Regions from separate parts of the Oryctolagus cuniculus genome. Here regions 1 and 2 are each linked to region 3. The links are chromatin contacts, called in public Micro-C maps. All regions are on one chromosome and are shown on one strand. The core of a region is the stretch at or near the end of the contact, and the rest is flanking DNA. Distances in the headings are between cores, read along the strand shown. Region 1 holds the start of LOC138844574. Region 2 has its middle 86 kb from the start of KLF13. Region 3 has its middle 37 kb from the start of TRPM1.

What was found. Hi-C and Micro-C count contacts between places; a contact is called where the count stands out from the background.
Region 1: a contact with region 3 is called in a Micro-C map of ear pinna, with 4 times the contacts expected there. The contact joins the promoter of LOC138844574 here to the enhancer-like site in region 3. A contact is called at or near these places in 2 of 6 Hi-C or Micro-C datasets (ear pinna and psoas muscle).
Region 2: a contact with region 3 is called in a Micro-C map of ear pinna, with 3 times the contacts expected there. The contact joins two enhancer-like sites. A contact is called at or near these places in 3 of 6 Hi-C or Micro-C datasets (ear pinna, psoas muscle and an unstated tissue).

Annotation. Positions count from the first base shown.
Region 1 is chr12:12,366,148-12,370,406 of mOryCun1.1, reverse strand. It overlaps LOC138844574, which reads left to right and starts at 1,454. Exons shown (of 3, transcript XM_070053446.1): 1 at 1,454-1,480. The coding sequence starts at 1,454. All of the region lies in intron 1 of KLF13 (KLF transcription factor 13), which reads right to left.
Region 2 is chr12:12,415,794-12,420,462 of mOryCun1.1, reverse strand. No RefSeq gene overlaps it. Among named protein-coding and RNA genes, the nearest start is that of KLF13, 86 kb to the right of the region's middle. Within about 2 kb of position 2,347, at least 5 of the 8 cell types and tissues checked have an H3K27ac peak or open chromatin away from gene starts, as enhancers often do. A contact at or near this core is called in ear pinna, where this site is marked.
Region 3 is chr12:12,233,919-12,238,704 of mOryCun1.1, reverse strand. No RefSeq gene overlaps it. Among named protein-coding and RNA genes, the nearest start is that of TRPM1, 37 kb to the right of the region's middle. Within about 2 kb of position 1,879, at least 5 of the 8 cell types and tissues checked have an H3K27ac peak or open chromatin away from gene starts, as enhancers often do. A contact at or near this core is called in ear pinna, where this site is marked.

The sequences.
Region 1 (4,259 bases), core at 205-2,704, 130 kb before region 3:
CCAGGAGCCGGGAACAACTTGTGTGTCTCTCATGCGGTTGCAGGGGCCCAAGCACTTGGGCCATCCTCTACTTTCCCAGGCCACAGCGGAGAGCTGGATCAGAAAAGGAGCAGCTGGGACTCGAACCGGTGCCCATATGGGATGCCGGCACTGCAGGCAGCAGCTTTACCAGCTACGCCACAGCGCCGGCCTCCCAAAACTTAACAGAGAGGGAAAGGAGAAACAAACACCAGAGTGAGCGTGAGGGAACAAGGCTGGGACAGATGGCAGGCCTCTCCTAGGGCACGCGGGATGCCTGGAGACAGGACAGAGCCTTCTGCGTGCATAATTTCCATACTCCAGCAAAATGAGAGGAAACCTGACGCCAGGGACAAGTGAACAGTGACACAGTGGCCTGAGAGACCATGGGAGCAAAACACCAGTGCTCACAGGGGGGCAGTGTCAGGAAGAAAGTGAGCTCTGGGTGCCAAAGAGTACAACCAAGACGCTGAGTGAACTCCTCAACGCAGAGAAGATGCACGGCTATTCTTTGTTTTCAAGAAAAAAGAGAGGCAGTGAGAAACTCCAGGAAAAACAGAAGAAACTTACAGTCCAAATTAGAAGTAAACTAAATGCCACATGATTATGAGCAACGGGTGAAATGAGCCAAGTGCTGTTCTATTATTTATCCTTCATAACAACCCCATGAGATGGCAGAAAGAAATGTAATCCTAGCACAAGCCTTGGCAGCCAGACAAGCTATAGTCATGGTCACATAAACCCCAGCACTTGCTGTCAGTGTGCAGGATCAATCTGAGAGACCAAACATCTACAACCGACCCATAGCCCAGCAGACACGGTGCATTTATGCAAAGGAACAAAGATGCTTACACAGCGTACAGAGAAAGTCTAAGTGAGTGATAGAGGGTGAGAGTTACAAGGATGATCAACAACAGAATCAGAGTAAGAACACATCCACTAATGAGGGAAGAGGTGGGAGGAACGGTGAACTGATACAAACAGAGACTACCTAACTCTAACACACAGCAACGCAATCACACAGTTCACTTATAGCAGTAACTACCAAGACAACGAAAATCAGAGCGCGAAGTGCTGGCGGGTGGGGTGGACTGGGGAAGGGAAGGGTGCTTCAGGTTGTAAGCTCTTCTGTGTTATGATTCTTAAAAAAAATCACCTAGTTTCTTTAATGGCAAGAAAAAGGTCTATTTAAATATAATCCCATATCTTGCTTAATATATCCCAAATCATGCTCAAAGAAACTTTAGTATTGAAGAAACTGCTAGTTAGTTCCAAGAAAAATAAAATCTCATCAACAGAAAAGCTTGGAAACTGTCCCATGGTGATTCCACTCTTGGAGACTCAAGATCACATCAGTGAGTAAAAGCTTAGACGGCTCCAGGATGCCTGTGTCCTCACACAGGTGAGGCTCAGACCCCGGCTCCTCCACGTACGGATGGAGGTGAATGTGGTCCCTACAGAGGTAAGCCCTAACCTGTGAGGGCGACCCTACTTGGAAGTAGCCAGGCTCTTCCCAGTGTAACTAAGGTAAGGGGCTTGAGCAGAGACAGCAAGTACCCTCAGAAGAGGACACAGAGAGACGAGGCCATGTGAGGATGGACGCAGCGACTGGCTGCAGCACAAGCCAAGGAACACCAAGGGTTGCTGGCGGCAGAGGTCAAGAGAGAAGCAAGGGCTGCATGCTCCTTGGAGGCCCCGGGGAATGAACTTTGCCAACACCTTGGTTTTGGACTTCTGGTTTCCAGAGCCCCCAGCACGTGGTCCTGTGTTACAGCAGCCACAGGAGAGGCGTGCACTGCCTCATCCTCACCGTGGGGCCCACACGGTGGTTCCACGGGGCTGTCCATAGCAGCCCTAGCCCTGAGCATGTCCCACACGTCCACTCCTGAAACACCGGCTCTCAGCATCCCAGTCCACTGGGCCCCGGGGAAGGATGGCGATGCATCCCAAACTGAGAGCCCCCTCACTCCCCAGCAGCCCCGCATCCTTGCTGGGGTTGTCCTCTTTGGAGTCCTGCTTGCAACCATGGGAAACAGGTGAGGTGGGCCTCGCCACGGAAGGATCTCGTGATGCTGGGGCCGGAGAAGCGCGGCCTCGGGGTGGGGAGGGGCAGCTGGTCCAGGCAGCCGGGGGTGAGGAAGCTGGGGAGAGCCTGAGTCGCCCCTCAGCCAGCACACCCTGGCTTCCCTGGGCAACAGCAGTGCCATGAGCTCACTGAGCACGTACCCAAGGCCTGGCCCCGGGGACACAGTCCTGACCCAGGCTTGCTTCTACCAGCCTATTTCAGGAGAGGTAACGACAAACGACCTGGTGCACAAACAGAAGTCCTGATTCGCGCTGGCAAGGAGCAGCCCTGGCGCTGGCGGGGCAGCCGCTGAGCGGTGACATGTGAGCAGCACCCAGGAGGCTGACGGGGGCAGTGGGGGTGGGGGACTGAGAGAAAACAGGGGTTTCCAGGGCACTCCCACTCCTACTTTCAAGAGGGGCCCAAAGAGCTTCGGCTTTTTTTTTTTTTTTTTTAGATTTATTTTATTTATTTGAAAGAGTTACAGAGAGAGGTAGAGACAGAAAGAGAGGTCTTCCATCTGCTGGTTCACTCCCCAAATGGCTGCAATGGCTGGAGCTGTGCCAATCCAAAGCCAGAAGCCTGTTCCGGGTCTCCCACATGGCTGCAGGGGCCCAAGGATTTGGGCCATCTTCTACTACTTTCCCAGGCCATAGCAGAGAGCTGGATCAGAAGAGGAGCAGCCAGGACTAGAACCGGCACATGTAAGGGATTCCGGTGCTTCAGGCCAAGGTATTAACCTGCTGCACCACAGCACCGGCCCCATGGCTTTATATCCAGATACTTTCCGGATTAGGCATGAAAACTGAAAGCAATCTCTAACCAAGCACACACATTGTGCAGCATCTGGAATACTCCATGTACTCTTTGGGAGAATCGGGCGAAGAATGCCATTGTCGGACTTTTGATACTAAAAGGGTCTCAGGTGGCCACAGGTGCCTCCTCCAGCTTCACCTTAGAAACTGCTGTTCTGGGCACTGACCTCAGGGTGGCGTGGCTGAGCTGAGTAAGCGCGGGGGCCACCAGGGCAGGCAGGGGGCCCACCTTCCGCTCTAAGGCACTAAAATCTGCATCCCTGCTGGGCTCAGGTCCTGACTACCGTCCTGGACACGTGACATGAAGACAAAGATACGACAGGGCCCTCAGAAGCAGAGGATGGGAACCAGGATCCGAAATTCCAGGCCTGGAGGGGAGCTCTGCCTTCCGGTGCATCCCGGGCCGCTCCAGGTCCAGCGGACCCCCACGCTCAGAGACCGGAAGGGCGTCAAGGCCTTGACTCTGCGCACTTGTGCATGGGGTGGGGGGCGCACGGCAAGATGAGGTTTAGACTTTGTGAGAGGAAGCGGGTTGAGGTCAGGCCAGGTGAGAAGCCGGCGCAGGCGAGGGAAGCTGTGAGAGGATCTAGCCACTGTGCGGGCGCGGAGTAAGAGCCAGGCTGGGGTTGGGGTGCCCGGCCGCGAACCGGCGGCGGCGGCGGGGGCGGGCCCGGAGCGGGGCGGCGCTGGGGAGAGCCTTGGTTCGGGGCGTGGCGGCGGCAGCGGCGCGGGGCGGGGCCGCGCGGGGCACACGGGCCGGGTTACATAAATGTTCCCTGGCGCCGCAGCGAGGCGGCCGCCCAGCCGAGCGCGCAGCGCGGCCGACAGCGATTGCCTCATCTTATCAAGGAACACGGCGTCCCATACACGCCTCTTGCCCAAGCCACAGGCCGGGCGGGACGGCGTGTTCCCTCCGAGAGGCTGACCGGGAGGGCAGAGCAAGGGCGCCTCTCGCCAAGCCCCCGGCCCAAGCCCACCCCTACTCCTGCACGGGAGCCACAGGCAAATGCGGCAGGCTCGAAGCCGGGGCTCAGAACTGGGGCGCGCACTGCCCTCGGCTCTACCTCCTGTCCCAATTATCTTGCGTGACCCGCCTCCCACCCCGCCCCCAAGGCGAGCAGGGCCCTACTGGTTCCAGTAGCACCTGGCCAAGCCCCAGCACGGTTCTTTTTGTTTTTGACCCCAGTGGGCGGCGTGTGTGTCTGGGGGAGGGACGCCATTTCTGTCTCCCCAGTGCCCAGCACTGAGCCAGAGCTCCGGCAGAGGCCAGGGACAAAGGCCTTTGCTCTGGCAGGCCTCCCCTCCGTGGCAGGGAGAAGGGAGGCCGCGGGGGAGGGGGGAAGAAAGGCCAATGGATCCAC
Region 2 (4,669 bases), core at 1,098-3,597, 180 kb before region 3:
TGGGGAACTGTCCATAGCTACAGGAGCACCCAGAGAAAGCCCCAGTGTGAGGCAGCACGGAGAACACCCAGCTGACCTCAGGCACCTGTGGGGTCACTCTGCTGACCCGCGCTCTGGGGTCCTTGCCCTTGGCAAGCAGCTGTGCCGGCAGTGACCCTGTGACCCTCACAGTAACTGAGCAGGGTGTAGAACTGCTGCGGTGCCTCTCTGTCTTTCCATGGAGAGATGAGGACTGTCCACTGCCTGTCGCCCTGGCCCACTCGCCACCCAAGTGCTCAGGGGACGACCAGTCTACCTCAGCTGGCCCTGGGAGGCAGGCCTTGGTGGCCCAGCTATCTGGGGGTTGCCCTGCAGAAGGTGAGCCAGGCTGAGCGGCCTGCACTCTGCACACCTGCCCAGTGGTTACCTAACTGACCCCCGGAGCCCTTGAAGCTGCCAGTGAGCGGCGCAGTCAGATTCCTGCAGCCTGGGGCCCGGAGCCGGAGCTCCAGGAGGGCGGTGGGTTGTGTGGTGCCTACCTGGACAATGACAAGAAAAGGTGTTTATACAGTCTTTTCCCACACTGTCACAAGGCACGGTCTAAAGGGGACCCCGGCCAACACAACCTGGACGTGGTCTCCCGGACCCAGGCCCCGCAGCCAGTGAGAGGAGGAGGAGGTGAGCAGTGCACAGGACACAGCACTCCCCGCCTGCTGCCCTCCCCGCCACCCATCTGGGCCCCAGTTGTGCCGAACCCCAGGGGGAGGTGGGGCGCACCCACCAGCCGCAGGAAGAGTCGTGATAAACCTGCTCTCCAAGATGCGGTGGGCCCGCAGGCTGGGCACAGACCCTTGTCATCTTCTCCTGCTTTGAGAGGAAACAGGCCCAGAGGGGCTCCAAGGGGCTCGGTGTGCAATAAGCTGCCATACGGACACACCTGCTTGGAGCCTCTTACCTGGCACCCGGAACCACTTGATCTTCTAAGAAGCCCAGAGTCCTGGAGTGACTCGGAGGTGCCCAGCCCGTGCCTTGACTCCCGTGGGTGCTACCCAGCTGGCAGGTGCTCCTCCCTCCTCCCTCCTCCCTCCTTTCTGTGCCACATGCAGGTGGGAGCTGGTCTGGATGGAGCAGAGGTGCCAGGAGCTCCTTAGACAAATGTTCCTTGTTCAGTTCCTGCCAGATAGAAGCCCGGGGAGTAGAGGGAGTGTGCCACCCCATAGACTGCTTCGTGAAGGCGGTATCAGTTATTGATGTGCGTGCATGTGCGTGAATAGATGCACACACACGTATGTACATGCAGTAGATGGGAATGTATCTCATGCAGGGTCAATGTGCCACATGTAAGGACGGGTGTCTTTTCATGAAAATGGTATCAGTTTCACATAAATATGTTGTATATCCCTTATCTGAAATGTTTGGGACCAATGGTTTAGCTTTGGGACTTTTTAAAATTTTGGATTTGCATATACACAAGATAACTTGGAGATGGAACTCAAATCTAAGCACAAAACTCAGTTGTGTTTCACAGATACCTTACACACATGGCCTGCAGGTTGTTTTACACAAGGCTTTTAGTGAGCCTGCATTTTGACTAATTCATCCCACGAGGTCAGGGGTGGAATTTTCCACTTGTGTTGTCGTGTCATCACTCAAAGTTTTGGATTTTTTAGATCATTTCAGACTTGGGGTTTTCTGTGTGTGCATATGTGTACATTCATGTCTACAGACCTACGTGCATATTTAGATGCATATGTTTATCCATAGACACACATGTGGGTATGGAGTTATCACGTGGGTCCCAGCCAAAGATGTTTCTCTTTTCTATTCTGTTTACTTCAAGAGACAGAAAGAGTAACAAGCCAAAACCCTTGGCTCCGCAGGAAACAGGGTGACAAACACCTCCAACGCAGGATGGGGAGGTCACAGGGCGGGGACGGTGTCCCCCGCAGGCCGCAGGCACTGCAGATGTCCAGGAAAGAGGCCGGACTCAGGAGCCTGAAAGCCTTGGCAAGCTCCCCAGGCCCGCCGATCCTCCCCTTCCTTATCTGTCTTACAGTAACAGAACAGGAGCCGCCTCTGGGGGCCACTTCCAGATTAAACACGACAAGGAGACCCTTCCTCTTCCTTGCTCTCACAACAAAGGTTTTTAACTCCCAGAAAAAGCCCGAGCTGTCCCCAGCATCCTTGGCCCCACCCTCGAAGCCTGCAACTTAACAACAAAACAGAGACAAAAACTTAAAAGAAACAAAAACACACACGCAGAGCCCGCCCCGTCCCATAGCGTGCGTAAAATATACACAGGAAGGAAGTGGCGGGGTGACTCAGGGAGGCAGGGCTGTGGCGTCTCAAGGAAAGGAGTCGGATTTTCCGACCAGCCTGCCCTGGCCGTGGTTTTGAGCAAGACTTCAGCAGGGGCCCTGGCCACCCCGCCCCACCGGCCGCGGGCTTGCTAGGACCCCGCTGTCTAGACGGGTGGGGGGGTTGGCACCGAGCAGGCTGTGGTGGGAGGCGTGGGGGGCTGCCCTGTCTGCAGGGCTGAGCCAACGGGTGGAGCTCTGGGAAGTCCTTGGCTCTGGTGGTCCCAGCCCACAAGCTTGCTTTTCATTTCTGGCGTAAGCAGCTTTGCACCCAGCCGGCTCAGCCCTCTGGAGCCAGGGCAGCTCCCAGTGTCTCAGGGCAGAACTCCTAAGTCCTTCCTGGTCTCTGTGACCCTGAGGGCCTGCAGGCAGGACCCAGCCTGAGCCAGCCTCCCCGCCCCCACGCCCCAGTCCCAGCCTCCCCTGCGGTCCCAGCCTTTGCGCCATCAGAGGCAGGCACCAGACTGCTCCCTCCCTTTGTCTCTGCTGTTCTCTGCCCTGCCTCCCCGTCCTCTGTCCCCAGAGCCCAGCTCACTCCTCCCGGATTCTCCAGATGGAAAGTGTTTCCCTGGCTGACATGGACCCGGAAGTTTACATCCAGCTCTGGGATCCTGAGCGAGTCGCTCCGCCTCATTTTGCCATCTGTAGAATGGAGCCGCAGTAGAGAAGAGGTAATGAGTGCGGAAGGATGTGCCTGGCCCAGCCTAGCTGGGAGAGCGCCGACACCCATGGGGTTGACCCTGGTGTTGTCAGGCCTTTTATGCTCTCTGGATAATCTCTCAGGAGCAGGCGTGTTCTGACTCCTTTTCTCCTTAGAGCCTTCAAAATCTTTCCTGTAAACAGCAAGTGCAAAAAAAAAAAAAAAAAAAAAAAGAAGAAGAAGAAGAAGAAGAAGAAGAAGAAGAAGAAGAAGAAGAAGAAGGGGCAATGTCCAATGTCTCCTGGTGGCCTGGGTCCACTCTGCTCCAGGGAAGGCAGCTAAGAGCCCCCAGGAAGCCAAACAGCACTTCTAGGAGAGGCAAAGAGCAGCTGGGGAGTAGCTATGGCGGTGGCTACCAGGGATCAGCCTGGCACCAGTGTCCACTGCGCAGCTGGCCCTGGCCACAAAGGGGCAGGGCTGCACTGAAAACAAAGGCTCGGCAGACCTGCAGGGCAGAGCTCCGGGCACTGGCAGGTGCGTCTTTGAGATGACATTCCCCAGTCTGAGCCTCCAGGTGGACAGTGAGCCTCTCAGCCAAACGGATTCCAGCGCCCTCGTGCACAGGAGCCAGGGCCCAGGGGCCTGATCCCGGGACAGGGCGACAGCAGGGAGAGGGAGCCGGGTGCCTCCCCCTTCCTCTTCCAGCGATCAGCAAGGGAAGGAGAAAGAAAGGCCAGCGTCCCAGGGCCCTGCGGTGTGCTCAGAGGGAGACCCCCACAGAGGGCTGTGTGGTTGGCCCTTTACATTACGGGGTGAGTAGCCCGTCCTTGTGGTCTAAGGAGCCAGGTCACACGGACACAGGTGTGCGGGGAGAGAAAGGGCTGGACTCCGGCCAGTCCCTTGGAGATTCAGATCCTCAGCAAGCCAGGCCACCAGCAGGCAGGCAGGCCGGACGCCCTGTGGGCCTGCCTCCTGCTTCTAGTGGACAGGCCACAGTGCTCCGGGAGACAGATGCCCGGGGTGGGCACCCGCGCTGCCACTGGCGGCCAGTCACTTGCAAGTCCCAGACAGGCCCTTAAGGTTCAGAACACCCACTGAGTGTTTCTGGCTTTTCCCAAACAAAAGGGTTGTTCTCAGGCCACTCAAAAGAACAAGGCTGAGAGGATAATGCCTGGCCCGGAGCTGACAGCAAGGCTGGCCTTGGACAGATGCCCCCAGTCTTGAGGCCCAGGGAGAGGGACGCCTTCTAAAGCAAGTGTTAGGAAGGTGACCTTTCAGAGTAGGTGACTCCACCCCAGGGTATGTCCCACCTGCCACGGATGCCCCGACCCCACCCCCATGCACTCAAGGTCATGGCCAGCTGGTTCTCCCCACCGGCTGGTTCTTCTGCACCACCTGTCATGACTCCCACCTCAAAGCCAGCCCTCGCTGCCGCCCCTGTTCACCAAGGTAGAGTCACCAGGACCAGATTTGCTTTCTTGCTTGAAGCAAACAGCACATCCAGCCAAGATTTGTGAACAGGAGGTCAGACAAGGAAGGATGGGGTCCCTGAGAGATGGGAAATGGATAGAGAGCCGTGCTCCCTGAGAGCATGTGCGGGCTACAGAGCAGACGGGGTCCCAGCAGAACAGAGTGGGTTCCCTGTGTGCAGGCAGGGGACAGAGCCGAAAGTCCAGGCAGACCAAAGTGGTCA
Region 3 (4,786 bases), core at 630-3,129:
CTTTGCATTTTGAACGGTGCTCTTTTCCTGCACTAGCGCTGGCCGCCGGCTCCTGTACGCAGCTCCCAGGCCATGCAGGAGAACTCCCGGCGCCGCACAGCGGCCGCTGCCAGCCGTGACGCTCGCTCCGAGAGTCAGTGCTGAAGAACTGCCCAACTAGCCTTGTTCTCCACCTGCAGCGGCTTTCTCGCAACCCCGTGATGTTGAAAAGAATCCCACTCCCAGACTGCAAGACGCCACAAAGCATGTGGCTAACTAAAACCACAGAATGACAGATCTTTGAGGATGGTAAAACTAATCAAAGTCGCGTTTTTGAGCGCTCCCATAAGACACTGCTCCACCTCAGCCAGACTCTGGGCAGCTGGAGGGCCACACCCACCCACAGGCGCAGGTTCAGAAGTAGCTGCTCTCACCCCCTGCTGATGAGAACCTCACCAAGAGGCAGCGCCAGGCTGCAGGGCAGGCTGGGAAGTGTAGTCCGGCTCGGAAGCATCTGCCCAGCTCTCCTGGAAGGAGAGAACGGATTTTCTCTGACTTGAAACATCTCCGCCGTCACCTCCCAAATAAAAAGGAAACAGGAAGTAACCCATGAAACCATTTTCTGCCTTTTTTTTTCTTTTTTGGCCTATCAGATTTGCAAAAATCAAACATTTGTGAATACTAAGTTGTATGTATCTTAACCCACATCAGCAACTCACAAGAAGGATTTCATGTTGGATGGTGATCGGAGAATCTTGAGGATGCTAAGGGGCCACGCTGGGGAAATGAACAAGGGTCAAGCAGGCTCGCTGGGACATTCCACCTGCCACAGGGCACAAGGCCACAGTCAGGCAATGCCATTAGTACCGGGGCTGGGCACCGTGTTCTAGTCTTAGCCCTGGGGCTCCCTGCCCAAATGACCTGTGCCCATTGCCAGTGCCAGGGTGGGTGTCTGCCCTGCCCTTGGTCTGGGGGGCTCACTCTTCCCCATCCCCTGACCTTGGGGACCTAGAATGCTTGGGGGGTGGGGTTGTCATGGGTGGAGCGCTTGGACCTGCAGACCAGGTGACAAGGCCCCCACTGTTTTGGGGGGCTTTTCCAGTAGGTACCGACAGCTTAAATGCACACACACCCAGCAGTTCTAGGAATGTCCACTACTTGCAAAAACACCATATTCTTGGAGTAAGAGCCTGGTTGTTAACCCGTGGGCCCTGGAGCCAGGCTCCAATCCCGACTCTACTTGGTAACCGGGCAGTCTCAAGCAGGCTCTTAGGGAGACAGTCATGAACTTCGCAGAGAAGTTCCGAATAAATGAAGTAATAGGTGGACAGTGCTCTGACCAGGGACTCGGTGTTTCACGCCTGTTAGCGCTTTTCTAAGACCCCCGACCCCATTTCTTAAAGGTAAGTAGGAAACAGGGAGTAGACACACGAAGGGGTGAACAGGGCTGAGCAGGCTCAGGGACTCTCCCAGGTCTGGCGCCAGGCAGTGGGGGGGCCCCTCCAAGGGGCCTGAGGACGCCCAGGGGCAGGGAGGCCGTCCCACGACTGGGTGCTTCCCCAGTGCCAGGCCAAGATGAATTTCAGCCTCGGTGCGGCGGCGTGGGAAGCTCTCCAATTGCACTCAGGCGGGCGGCGAGCACGTGGCCTCGTCTAAAAATGCACCCGCCGAGCGTGCACCCAGCCGAGCGTGCACAGCCTCGGCTCGCTCACGGAAAGAAGGCAGAGGTCGGGGTGCCGAGGGCTGGGAACTGGGAGGCTGGTGCGGCCATGGAACTCTGGGGCCTGGGGGAGGGCGTGCACTTCACCCATTTCAACACTTCCTCGCAGGCGGGCCCCCGCCCAGCGAAGAGGCAGGGGCGCGGTCCCTCCGCCGCTTGCCCCCTCCTCTTCCCCTCGCCGGGTCCGCCTCCTCCCTCCCGGCCCCCGCCCCGGAAGCCGCGGCCCGCGCCCCTGGGGATCGGAGGGCTAGGGCGGGCCCCACGCGCCCCGCCCGCCGGTTCGCACCTGCTCGGCGGACGCCGCGTTTAGCCGCAGCCTCGGGCGCTGGAAGCAGGGGAAAGTGGGGGACGCGCCGCGCTGCTGTTGTACCAGGAGAGGGCCCCGCGCGTGGCTCGCCGGGCACAAAGAGGCCGGGCCGGCCGGGACGCGGGCCTCGGGGGCGACGCCGCCGGGGTCTTCACAGGGCTGCCTGTGCCTCCTTTTCCGACCGCGGAGCTCGTGCCCGCCGCTTCGACCCCCGAGCTGGCCTGCGCCAGGGATCCCGGCGCGGGACTGGTCCCCCGGAGTCGCAGCCCCACGTCCTGGCACCGTAGCTGAAGCCAGCAGGCGCCCACCACGCCGGCTTTGCGTCAGTCTCCAGGCTGGGTCAGGGCGGCTCCCTCCTCCGGGTGAGGTTCCCGCCACTCCACCTGCCCCCTAGTGTCCGCCACGGGCCTCTGCACCCTCGAGTCCGCCTTAGGGACCCAGCTCTGCCCAGGGAAGGCCTCGCTGCTCCCTGCCACGTGCCTGGCTGTGGCCCTGTGGCGGGATGCTTGGCCACCCATTGCCCTAAGCATTTCGGATACTTTCTCTGCAGGCTGGCAGGGCCGGCAGCAGACCTGGGTCACGTGTCCTAGAGCAGTGACTGGACACCAGGAGCTGGGGCTAGCCTTCCAAGCAAAAGCCCCTGATAGCCCCTCAGCAGCCCCCAGCCCAGTGGCACACCTCCCCCCTCTGTCCTGTGTACCTCCTGAGCCTCATGCACTCTGACTCCGCGGAGCTCCGGCCACCCGTCTCCTGATGAATGGCTCATCTTGTCCCAGGCTCTCCCCAGAAGGCGTCTCCGCCCTTGGTTCCTGCTGAACGGTTGGTCCTTCAGTGACCACAGTGGGCATTGGCCTCTGCTGGCTGGGGGAGGCCAGGGCCGTGCCGAGCGACTCACACATGAACCTGGAGGTTTGGAGGGGTTTGCAAAGACGCTTCCAAGGAAGCCCGCGTGACTGCCTCACCTGTGCGGGTCCAGCAGCTGCTATGGCCACAGCCCGCTCCGCGGAGTCCTCGGTGCCCCCTGCTTTTGAGGTCGGCTCCGTGGCCAGTGGAGCTGGACTGACCGACAAGTCTTTGGTTTTCCTGCCAGGTTTGTCGAGGGGCTGACATTAGCTCCTGAGCCCTCCAGGTGTCCACAAGGAGCCCCACCTCGGGGGTGGGGGATGGATAGGGAGGCAGGGGCAGCTGGGAGGGGCAATGTGACAAATCACATTACCCTGAACCCAAGAGGGCGGGCCCTGGCAAAGCCAGCTGGGCACCCATCCTCAGGGAGAGCCGTCCTCGCCCCGGGGGCCTCTCCCCAGCAGGACCCTCTGCCAGGGGGCACTCCAGCATGAGTCAAAGGCGATCCAATAGAAAAAAATTGGTGTGACCTTGGGTGTGGCCCCAGAGTCTCAACTTCAGGGAGCTGAGCGGGACTCAAGGGAGGGACAAGAGGTTCCCTCCGCCCAGGACATTTCCAGTATCTCACTCCCCTGAAGGCCTGGATTTGAGCTAAAGCCAGGGCTGCCAGTTTCTGCCCTCCAGGGACACACAGGCCTGGCCAGACCCTGCCCCTGCCGGCTGGCTCCCGGACTGTGGGCCAATTATGAAAAACAAACACAGCCCCGTGGATCCTTTCGGTAAACAGCGCTCGCTCGCAAGGCAGGGCCCCGCCAGTCTGGTTATGAGAAAGATTTCAATTTAGCTTAGCTCTGTTCTAAGTGGTCGTAGGTCCACTTATCTTCTACAATCTTCCTCCCCCCTTTCCCCCAACTCCAGCTGAGATCTGAGACTTAGAAGTTCTCAGGGAAACCGAGATTGGATATATAAAGACCTGGAAGGTTTTTTTTTTTTTTCTTTTTTATTAAGTAACCTTCCTTTAATGTCTGTTCATGGCCAGGCAGTCTGTGGTTTCACGTAGCAACGTCTGTTTAAACAGTGCACAAACTACCCCTCGGGCAATAGATAATTGCAGTGCTTAATTTTCCCATTTGATGAATAATGAAAGCTTTGCTCATTTTGTATGTGTGGGAAAGAGGCAACTTTAATATATTTGGGCTTGAAAGTGCCTTTTTGGTGTTGCCGGGCTGACGCACTGCCACGTATGGCCCCGGGTGTCTGGGCCGCGGTGACTGCACACCTTCGGAGGCAGAGCAAGCTTTCGGTGCCAAGCAGAAGCAGGGGTGTGGGAGGGAGGGATTCCCTGGCTGTCTTTTATGTGGTGTAGTGCACACACCTGGCAGAACACACATTTCTCCTGCAAACACCAGGTCAGCAGTGCGTGCCACAAATGAGCTCCATTTTTCATCAAAGGTCTCGCCACCTTCTGATGTCTGAGACCTGCCAGGAGGCTTTTCCCAAGCACGAGGAGAAAGTATTCCTGCCTGGGCTGCCTCCTGAGCATGTGGGGGATGGACCTGTTACCGGTGAATGGCAGGGTCCTTGTCTTCCGCGCAAGAAAGAATCCAGGCGTGAGACAGAGTAGCGGAAAGTAAAACAGCAAGGTTTATTAGGGCAGGGACATCCGTAAGGACAGATGGGCACCTCTCCATGCAGAGCCTGAGAGAGAGTGCCCAGCCGCCCAGACTGGGGGAGAGCGAGGTTACGCGGTTGAGTGGAGAGAGTACACCTGGGCAGGCCGGGGGGCGGCTCAGCAGTGAGGCAGAGGGCTGAGCGCGCAGTCTGGTTGAGGCTGGGGCAGGGCGGGGGGTGGGGGGGTTGTTAAGGAGATGGGTCTTTGTCTTCTCACATCTCCTGAAACAAAAGACTCTATGGATGTAAGTACTAAAAAACTCCTA